2 separate regions of the Arachis hypogaea genome follow, and region 1 is linked to region 2. Evidence: chromatin contacts called from public Hi-C data. All regions are on one chromosome and are shown on one strand. The core of a region is the stretch at or near the end of the contact, and the rest is flanking DNA. Distances in the headings are between cores, read along the strand shown.

Evidence for each region. Hi-C and Micro-C count contacts between places; a contact is called where the count stands out from the background.
Region 1: a Hi-C map of an unstated tissue shows a contact between it and region 2, with 2.2 times the contacts expected there. The contact joins the promoter of LOC112737935 here to the enhancer-like site in region 2. A contact is called at or near these places in 2 of 8 Hi-C or Micro-C datasets (leaf and an unstated tissue).

The regions. Positions count from the first base shown.
Region 1 is chr13:31,198,468-31,203,542 of arahy.Tifrunner.gnm2.J5K5, forward strand. It overlaps LOC112737935, which reads left to right and starts at 3,396. Exons shown (of 2, transcript XM_025788090.2): 1 at 3,396-5,075. LOC112737934 (gibberellin 2-beta-dioxygenase 1) reads left to right here and starts at 144. Exons shown (of 3, transcript XM_025788089.3): 1 at 144-791; 2 at 885-1,236; 3 at 1,967-2,764. The coding sequence starts at 391. The coding sequence ends at 2,014.
Region 2 is chr13:31,103,259-31,108,467 of arahy.Tifrunner.gnm2.J5K5, forward strand. LOC112737933 (cationic amino acid transporter 8, vacuolar-like) reads left to right here. Exons shown (of 1, transcript XM_025788087.3): 1 at 1-1,509. The coding sequence ends at 1,235. Among protein-coding and RNA genes, the nearest start is that of LOC112737933, 3.5 kb to the left of the region's middle. Within about 2 kb of position 3,038, at least 1 of the 3 cell types and tissues checked has open chromatin away from gene starts, as enhancers often do.

The sequences.
Region 1 (5,075 bases), core at 2,146-4,645, 96 kb after region 2:
ATATATATATATATATATATATATATATATATATATATATATATATTAGTTTTATATTACTATACTTAGTATTGCTTGCAAAATGAATTTACTTGAAAAGATTATACGTTGAACAATCCAATTTTTCTTCTCTCTCACTGTCTGTCGCTATCCCCCGGCCCCCACCCTCTCTAGTGTCTCTCTTCCCCTCTGCCCCCACGAAATTTTCTGGCTATAAATAGCGAAGAGCCTAAACCATTCCTCACAAGCATCTTCCATTCAATTCTAACATCTTTCAATTCACATTAATTTGACTCTCCATAACCTCTCTGAAAACAAACTGTCTTTCTTTTCTGTATCTAGCACTTGAGGAAATAAAATAAAACATAAACCACAAAAACAAGAAGAAAGATGGTGGTGTTGTCCAAACCAACAACAGAGCAGTACTCCTGCATAAGGAAAACACCCACATTCCCTACATCCATCGTCCCTGTGGTGGACCTTTCCAAACCCGTGGAAGCAAAGACTCTCATATTGAAGGCGTGTGAGGACTATGGCTTCTTCAAGGTCATTAACCATGCTGTCCCTATGGAAGCTATCTCCAACCTGGAGTCCCAAGCCGCAGAGTTCTTCTCCCTCCCCCTCACTCAGAAGGAGAAAGCAGGCACTCCCAATCCATTTGGATATGGCAACAAGAACATTGGACGCAACGGTGACCTTGGTTGGGTCGAATACCTCCTTCTCACAAACAACCATGACTACAACTTCATCAGACTCTCTTCTGTTTTTGGTCCAAAAGCAGAGCAGTTTCGGTACGTTATATTCCCAAAATGAATGTTTTTTCACTATCAAACAAGGAAGGAAAAAGCTCATTGATTTATCATATATATATATTGTTCTGGCAGGAATGTGCTAAGTGATTACATGTGTGCTGTGAGGAAGATGGCATGTGTGATTCTTGAGCTGATGGCTGAGGGATTGAACATTGAGCAAAAGAATGTGTTCAGCAAGATGATGATGGACAAGGAGAGTGACTCAGTCTTCAGGCTCAACCATTACCCTCCATATCCTGAGAACTTCAATAATAATAATGGCAAAGGCATGATTGGTTTTGGTGAGCATACAGACCCACAAATCATATCGCTGTTGAGGTCCAACAACAGTTCGGGACTCCAAATTTGTTTGAGAGATAGGAGTTGGGTTTCGGTGCCACCTGATCACAACTCTTTCTTTGTCAATGTCGGTGATGCTCTGCAGGTATAGTAGACATAATACACAACATGTTAGTTTAGTTTATTGTTGGAAGCCAATAATGAGACATATGCTTATTCCTCCTGTTCCTATGGATAATTGCTTTGACATGTGGATACACTCATCTTCAAATCGTTTCATAAGGACTATAAAAACACTATACTCATAAAGCGACACGTAAACACTACAACATCATCTAAAAGAATTTTTGTTTATTGATTCGACTCTCAAATTTATGTTTCCCAATCATGTTAGGAAACCAACACCCATAGCCAGCACTGCAAAGAGTTCTTTTAGAAAACAAAAATAAAAATTACATTTTCTTTTAAGAAAACCCAACAATACAAAAAAATAAGACAAAAAATATTTTTTTTAAGTAATTTTTTTATTCTTTATCACTTTTTTTTTCCTTCAAAACACTATAATTTTATTCATTCATCACTAGTCATCACCAACCTGTCAACCACTATTTTTTGTTGTTATAGCCATTATTATTTATCATTGTTGTCAATTATTCTTTACTTACCATCCTAAATTTTAAATCTTAAATTTTATGTCTTAAATTTTATATTATAAATTATAAAATTTAATTTTATTTATGCTTTAGATATTCTTATTATTTTTAATTTTAGATGTTTTTCTTGATATTCAATTGTTAGCTGAGTTGTTAGTTGAAAAAGAATTCGCCTCTTTGACTTTTTTTTTTTAATATACTAACCGACTTTTATTGGTGTAGGAAACATTTTTTATTCAAGATGACATGGAATTTGTACGAAAAACATGAAAACAAAATGTTTTTCGTATCATGTTGTGTCAGCATGATTTTGCATACTATATTTGAAATGGAATATGCCAGCCACTTTGTCTAGTCATCCCAAATATCTCATTTTCATTTGACGATTGTTTTGGTCGGGGATATGCATCCACAGGTTTTGACCAATGGACGGTTTCGGAGCGTACGGCACAGGGTTCTGGCGAACGGGTTGAAATCAAGGCTGTCAATGATTTACTTTTGTGGTCCACCTCTGAGTGAGAGAATAGCCCCATTGCCATCTCTCTTATTGAATGGAAAGGAAAGCTTATACAATGAGTTTACTTGGTTTGAGTACAAGAGTTCTGCTTATGCCACAAGACTCGCAGATAACAGGCTTAGTCGCTTCGAGAGAATTTCCGCTACTTCTGCTTCCTCATAATGCTCTCATGACTGCATTTGTATGTGTCTTTATTTTTTGTTTTTACAATTAAATAAGTTTGTGTATTTGATGTCTCTATGCTTTTATGTTAGGCCACTTGTCAATAGTGTATAGGACTTTAGTAATATACATATAAGACTTTGTTCCTTTAAGTCGTGGCGTCATAGGTAGAAATCTTGTGTTTAACCCCTTTGCTTTTGTATCAATATTATTGGCTTCATATTGCAAGTATAGTTTAAGTTCATGACCGTGTCTGTTGTTCTGACTTATCCGGCCTTGCTTCCCTTGTTCCTCAAATTTATGGCTTAATAAAAATTAGACATCCAAAACTTATAGACAAATAATTCTAACATATATAATTTATTATGCAAAGTTTTATTTTTGTCTCAAATATTCGGAGTAAATATCAGTATTGTCCATCATATTTTGTTCATCCTATACCTGCTATGTCCTAACTCCTAAACGATTTAAAAATGACTTGATGTTAGTTTGACTTCTACTGTGTACCCATAAAAATACTAAAAGAGGATGCACTGATGAAGCAAAACGAGGCTATTTTTTTGGTTATGGAAGGGGTGTAGGTGTTTTACAGGGTTATAGAAGATGGGGTTCTACACCGTTATGTGGGACAGTTTTTTTATCAGAGTTGGTGTGGAGAAATCGGACCCTCCAAATTCTTTGTTTCCAAAATTTATATGCAAATCGGATGGTCCGTTTTGCTTAGAGTAGATGAAACTCACATCATGGAAATCGGACCCTGCCATTTCTCATGGAACAAATCGGATGGTCCGTTTTGTTCGTTGGGGAAGTAGGTTCTAGTAGTCGCATGGTCAGAGTTGTGTGTATATATATATAGTTATGAAGTTCCCGAACCATAGATAGCCGACCAGATCCAAGTTTGTTAACCTTCTTCGACTTCTCTTCTTCTTTCTCAGGGTGTGGAGTCTGTATTGTTGAGTTGGAAAAAAATAGTTGCTGGTAAAATTTTTGTTTTTGTTTTAGTGAATGATAGGAATGGATGATAGAGAAAGTGTATTATTCTTTGATGTACTCTATCTTTGTTTTATATTAATTTATTTTATTTTTTATTTTTACTTTGTAAAATTTGTAATTGTAATTATTATATACTATGTTTATTATCAAAATTTTGTATAATATAAACTATGATCTTATAAAAAAGGACAAAATAAATAAAAAATTAATTATAAGTAACAATAGAGCCATAAATAATGAAAATTTATAGTCCAAAATAATACTAAATTAAAGAGTACGGATAATATTAGAAAAATTATAGAATATTTTTTTTGTTTAATATTATGAAATTTATAATACTCTCTTTTATATTTTTTATTGTATTTATTTATTTATATAATAAATATTTTTTATATTATTTTTGTTAGGTTCTGTTTTTGTATGTATATAAAAAAAATAATTTAAAGTAATTTTTTCAATGTAAAGTTCCGGACGATCAACATTTCTAGGTTTTGATTTCTTTGACATTTGGGTTTTTTTAGTTCAAACAGATGAAGCAGAAATGGTTGAGGGAGGAAGAAGATGAAGGCTTCAAAGCTGGCTGGAGAAGAAAGGGAAAGTGAAATTCCTGGTACGCATGCAATAGAGGGGGTTGGTTGTGCTAAATGGGCACCGTCTCTAGGGAGCACCTGGTCAACGACACGTGGATGGAGGTAGCAACAAATCGGACGGTCCGCTTTGGCAGCAGGAACTCGCACGGTCCGAGTTGCGTCTTCCCAGTCGCACGGTCCGAGTTCTATTTTCTCTGACCCAATCTCAAGCACCCCTCCTCCCCATATCAGCGTCTAGCACCAGCTATGCCTCCATATTAAAATTCAAAAGCGGCAAAACGATGTTGAGTTTTTTATTGTTAAAAAACAAGTGTCGTTGCTTGTGATCTTGCCTCACCACGAGTCAAATTAAAAAGCGTATAGGTTCTCGTAACCATTAAAATTGAATTTGGCAGTTATGTGTCTAAGTTGGAGTTAAACCCCAAAGTGGTCCATGAGATTTACGATTTGCACCAATTTAGTCCCTGACTTACCAATTGCACTATTTATATTCCCGACTTTGTTAAAATTGCACCAAGGTCATCCCTAACCACATCTCCGGGCAAATTAACTGTCGCCGGCAGTGACCTGGCACTGAGAAGCCACACTGGGTGCCACGCTGGAGTGCAATCTTGGCACTAAAAATGTGGATGGATGGAACGGCGTCGTTTCATGTATGTTTAGAAACAAAACCCAAATAACCCAAGTTCTATGATCACTTCATCTTCCTCTTCGTCCTGAAAACCAAAACAATGCACCATGAAATCCTGAGTGCTGGCCATTGTATAGGGTTTGAAGGTTGAAAACGTTTAGCTCCGTGGAATTCGCTGCCACTGTGATAGTGTTGTGCGGTCGTTGTTGGTGAAGGAAGGAGAAGCAGTTCATCGCAATCACACGAAGGTACGTTTGAACTCGAAAAAATAATGCTTTTCAACAAAAAGAATAGCATCAATGTCTGTGTTTGTTGAAAATTTGATTTTGGTTGATGAAAGTTAAAAGTTTTTTATTATCTGTTAGGATTTTTGTGTGTAAGGGTGAAATTTTTTCCATGCTCTGTTTTGAATGCAATCTTAGTTGGGTTGGTTGATGG
Region 2 (5,209 bases), core at 1,788-4,287:
CCAGTATGATCAAGAACGATCCGGATTTCTTCCGGATCCGGGTGAATTCCTTCCAAGAAGGGTTCAACATGCTGGATCCAATTGCTGTTGTCGTTCTTTTTATCGCCAACGGTGTTGCAATGAGCAGCACTAGGAATACCTCAATCCTGAATTGGCTCAGCTCCATTGTCACTACGCTTGTTATTGGGTTCATCATCGTAGTTGGATTTGTTCACGGTAAAGCCTCAAACCTGACGCCATTCTTCCCTATGGGGATGAAGGGAGTGTTCAATGCTGCTGCGGTTGTGTATTGGTCTTATACAGGCTTCGACATGGTGGCAACTATGGCTGAGGAAACGAAGAACCCTGCCAGGGATATACCCATTGGTTTGGTTGGTTCCATGTCGATGATCACGGTTATTTACTGCTTGATGGCTTTGGCGCTTGTGTCAATGGTGAATTACACTCAGATCGATGTAGATGCGGCTTATTCCGTGGCGTTTGTTCAGATAGGAATGAAGTGGGCTAAGTACCTTGTGAGTATCTGTGCATTGAAAGGAATGACCACAAGCTTGCTTGTTGGGTCAATGGGGCAAGCAAGGTATATGACACAAATTGCAAGGTCTCACATGATTCCTCCCTTCTTTGCACTGATTCACCCCAAAACTGGTACCCCTGTCAATGCTACCTTGTTTATTACTTTGCTGAGCTCCATTGTGGGGCTTTTCTCAAGCTTGGATGTTTTGTCCAATGTCTTCTCCATTAGTACTCTTTTCATTTTCATGCTCATGGCTGTCGCGCTTTTGGTGAGGAGGTACTACGTCAGGCAGAACACGTCCAAAGAGGATTTGATGAGGGTTCTTGGCTGCTTGTTCGTGATCATTGCATCTTCTGCCGTAGGGACTGCTCTTTGGAACGCCAATAAACTGGGTTGGATTGGGTATACAGTGGCTGCAGTTGTGTGGCTAATAGGTACATTGGCAATGAGCTTCCTTCCCAAGCAAAGGACTCCAAAGGTTTGGGGTGTTCCGTTGGTTCCGTGGTTGCCTTCTCTGTCAATTGCTACCAACCTCTTCTTGATAGGCTCTTTGGAACCCGACGCTTTCTGGAGGTTCTTCCTTTGCACTGCGTTTATGCTTCTCTATTACATTTTTGTGGGAGTACACGCAACTTATGATGTGGAGCATCAAAATAGCCACTATTTCAAAGATGTGGAGCCAACGGACCAACCCAACCACGGTCCTTTTGTCACATAGTTTCAGAGTTGAATGGCATTAAGAATTTGATGTACAGAAATAGCACATCCTCTACATTTTTCAAGAAATGTCAGAACGAGTTCAGTCCTTCCCTTTAATGGCAACAACTATGCTGCAGTAGTAAAATACAGTTCATGTCTTGCCCAATTTTCGCAATGTGAATATTCGTTTTTTCCCCTTCCGGACATTTTAAATATTCTTGCTTTTGTTGGATAATATGTGCTTATTTGGTAGGTTTTTTTTAAATAAGTTAAATGCAATATTTATTAATATATGTAATTATGTGAGTATTTATATTTTTTCCTAAGATTACACATCTCGAGATACATGTTCATTTTTTAAAAGATCTATTCGTAGGCATATTATTTACACGGTAAATGAAATATAGTGAATAGTCTTTTTTTTTTCCGAAAGATTACGATTTTAAAAAAAATAAATTGTAAATGATGCAAATGTTAAAGTAACTGCCAACTATATGTTTTATTTGACAAAAATGAACCAAATGTATATAAGTATATAAAAAAATTTGACTAAACATTTAGTTTAGTTTGTTAAATTTTTGGTGGTTATTTTGTTATTTACACCTTTTAAAGTTTATTTTGTTAAAATTATAATCTTTTAAGAATCAAAATGGTAATTTACTTAATTTTTATAGTGTATTGTGTATACATGATAAGATATGGCAATTTTTTTTTTATCTATTTAAAGAGATCCATGTAAGTATCCATCACAATTTACTCATTCATCTTGTCTCTTTATCTTCTAATTTCTTGTTAGAGTTACTAGTGTAAATCCCTTGTTATGCAGGCTAAATGTTAATCCATTATAAAAATTTGTTGGTACATAATCATTTATATTAATAGTTGTTACTTTTTATTTGAACAAATTTTTGTGCATAAAAATTTATTGTACAGTGTATAAAACTGTTCCATTATTTGTTTTTCAGACTGAATAATTTTTCATATTTTTAGTCCATGTTAGCAGATTTCACTTATATGTAAAAGCTATTATATTATGTGTTTAAAACTTTAATAAAAATAGTTTATATTATTGTAACTACACAAATAACAAATATTAACTAAGTGATATTTAGTTATATTATTAGATCTAGTGCTTGGCCCGCACTACGCACAAGTCGTCATATACTTAATCTACTTTGTTGTATTTATGTATAATTTGTTTACAAAAAGATTAATATATATATTTATTAAAAGAATTAATTTATTTAGTATACAAATTAAATGATTAATTTAGCTAGTATATAGAAAAATTAATATTGTTAATATTCTTTAATATTTTAGTTTATATTAATTTATATTTTTTAATAACTTTTTTTTAAATGGTAACCTTTAAACCGCATTTTTTCATAATATTTTCTTAATATGTTTTCCAATCGTCGAGCATATTTTTTCACAAATCTATTTTATTTTGTTTTCTTAATCTATGCACAAAGGAGCTCATATATGAATATATAACAAAACATAAATCATTCTATAACCAATATTTTAACTTAAAAAAAATTCAAAAAAAATTACAACAATGATTTCAAACTCACCAATTATCATATAAAATATTTTAAAATAAATAAATAGTTTGGACTCATGTTCAAACATCCAATACATTGCCCATGAATAGATAAAGTGCTTTCATAGTCTGAAATAAATACAACAGTCATAAAAAACGGAAGACATTTCAATGCACCCAAAAATGAATCTAAAAATGAACACATGTAGTGTGTGTGAGTGTGGTGTGGGTATTTTGGTGCATAAGTAACGCTTAGGATTAGGACTGTGTAATCCACATGACAAAAAAAAAAAAAAAAGAAGAAGACATTCAAATTAAAATTCTTCATACATAAATGATTATGGTTTTGCTCCCCAAAAGGCCATCATGTTTGAATCTTACACTCAATTAATATGAATACCCTTCAAAAAGAAAATAAATAAAATAAAATCTGAGGTAAAATCCACATTTACAAAGGTTAATAGATATATCACATGTAGGATATAATAAAATCTACCAAGTTGAATCAACAACAAAAGCACTCATGATCGAACATAGATGATTAAAAATTATCAAGAGAGGAAATTAATATTTCTTACATCTTTAATTCATTGTTCAAGACTTTTGAGGTAAAATTGAAAGTTACAAACAATGAGAATAGCTAATGTACTTTTGATAACCTTATCTTATATTGCACTAAATTGTTATTAATAGATGCAATTACTAAGCTAACCTCTTCTTTTAAAGGAACCATGGACTAACTCCAATGAAAAAGATTGCTTTCAATTTGTTTTTTTCTGAAATCAAACAAATAAAAACAAAAATACTTAATCTTCATCTCAAGGCATTATTCTTACCAAAGCAGTTCGCGTATAAATCACCTATACTTATGCAACTGCCTCATAGTGCATTACCCAAAGACTTTTTTCTGCAAAGAAAAATATCTTTATATCAATTGTAGTATAAATGAATTAAACTCAACACTTACATGAATTAGCCTCTTTTTACTGCCAAGAACAATTAAAGTTGTTAGTAGCTTGAATTAAAGAGTTTCTTACCTCTGATGAACATGAATTAAAGTTCAGAAGTTTTTTTTATCTTGTCAACTTTTTTCTCTAAAACATCAAATATACAAATAAAAAGGGAAAAAAAAAGAAGAAACAAAATGACAAAAGTAACAAAGAAAATAATGGTTTTAATAGCCTCCACAAAATGTATATATCAAGTATACTGAGTATATAAAATAATGTTATTGAGATATTTTATGAAATCTTACAGATTTAAAGATGATTTGATTCTGTTAAAGAGCTACTTTAAGCTTTCTAGCTAATTGAGATATTATATATTCTCCTTAGATTATCAATGAAACCAATTATACTATTGGTTCTTTGGCTTTGGATTGCAGTAAAAGGAAGCAATTAATCATTTTTTCTCGAGGCTAATGATATTAATAGGAATTGTATATTTACATGTAAAAGTATATATGTAGATATTTGAATTGCATCCAAAACCTAATCACCAACATAAAGCTACATTGAATAAGTGGCTAATGAACAATCACAATGATGATGATACAGTTTAATCAAACATCAATCATGTGTATGAATATCCTTTACAATTTCCAATTTCCAGTTTATTAAAACCCGAGTCATAGGCCAGCTTGATGAAAACCTAAAGCTTATATCACCAAAATAAAAAAGCTAAAAATCAAACAAAACAACAATATCTAATGGCAGAGAAGAATAGAGGAAGAAAAAAACAATTTAAAACAATTCCAAGACATCTAGCTCAAACTATGATATGTTATTCTACAAAGTATTTTATTTATTTTTAAAACAAAAATATTTACCTGGTCCAGAACCTTATATAATCATCCAGATATAATAGCGTATTTCACCATCTTCGTCACTAAGTTGAATTAAAACTAATGCAAACTGCAATTCAAGTACCAATGCCACCAGTTTGGATCTCTCACTCATAGATCATGAGTTTATCAAATGAAAAAATAAGTCTTAAATACTACTGGCCAATATAGCAAGCAGTATCGATACCTACCAATTTGATTGGAGACATTGTAGGCTCCCCGCCTCTTCAATGAGGCAACTTTTACTCCCTAAAAGCTCAATAAGATCCTCAAGAACGCTAAACGCTAGTGACATAGAATTTGCATCATGAAATCTGCAAATGAAATTTGTGATAGTAAAGTAAACTACAAATTCATCTTTCAACAAACGTAAAATTAGAGACCAAACAGCCAATTTATAATTTTCTTCTGCCTTTTCAAGTAGTAAACTACAGAATGATCTTCCATCTAGATATAATTAGTATCAAACAGAAGATACAAATTCTGATTCCATGTAAAAAGACTACAACTTGCACTAACCCAATGGCAAAGAAGAATATGGTGAAAAATATTCAGTAGAAGGCATTTTTGTTTAAAAGAAAACACATGTTCATATATGGATTAGTGC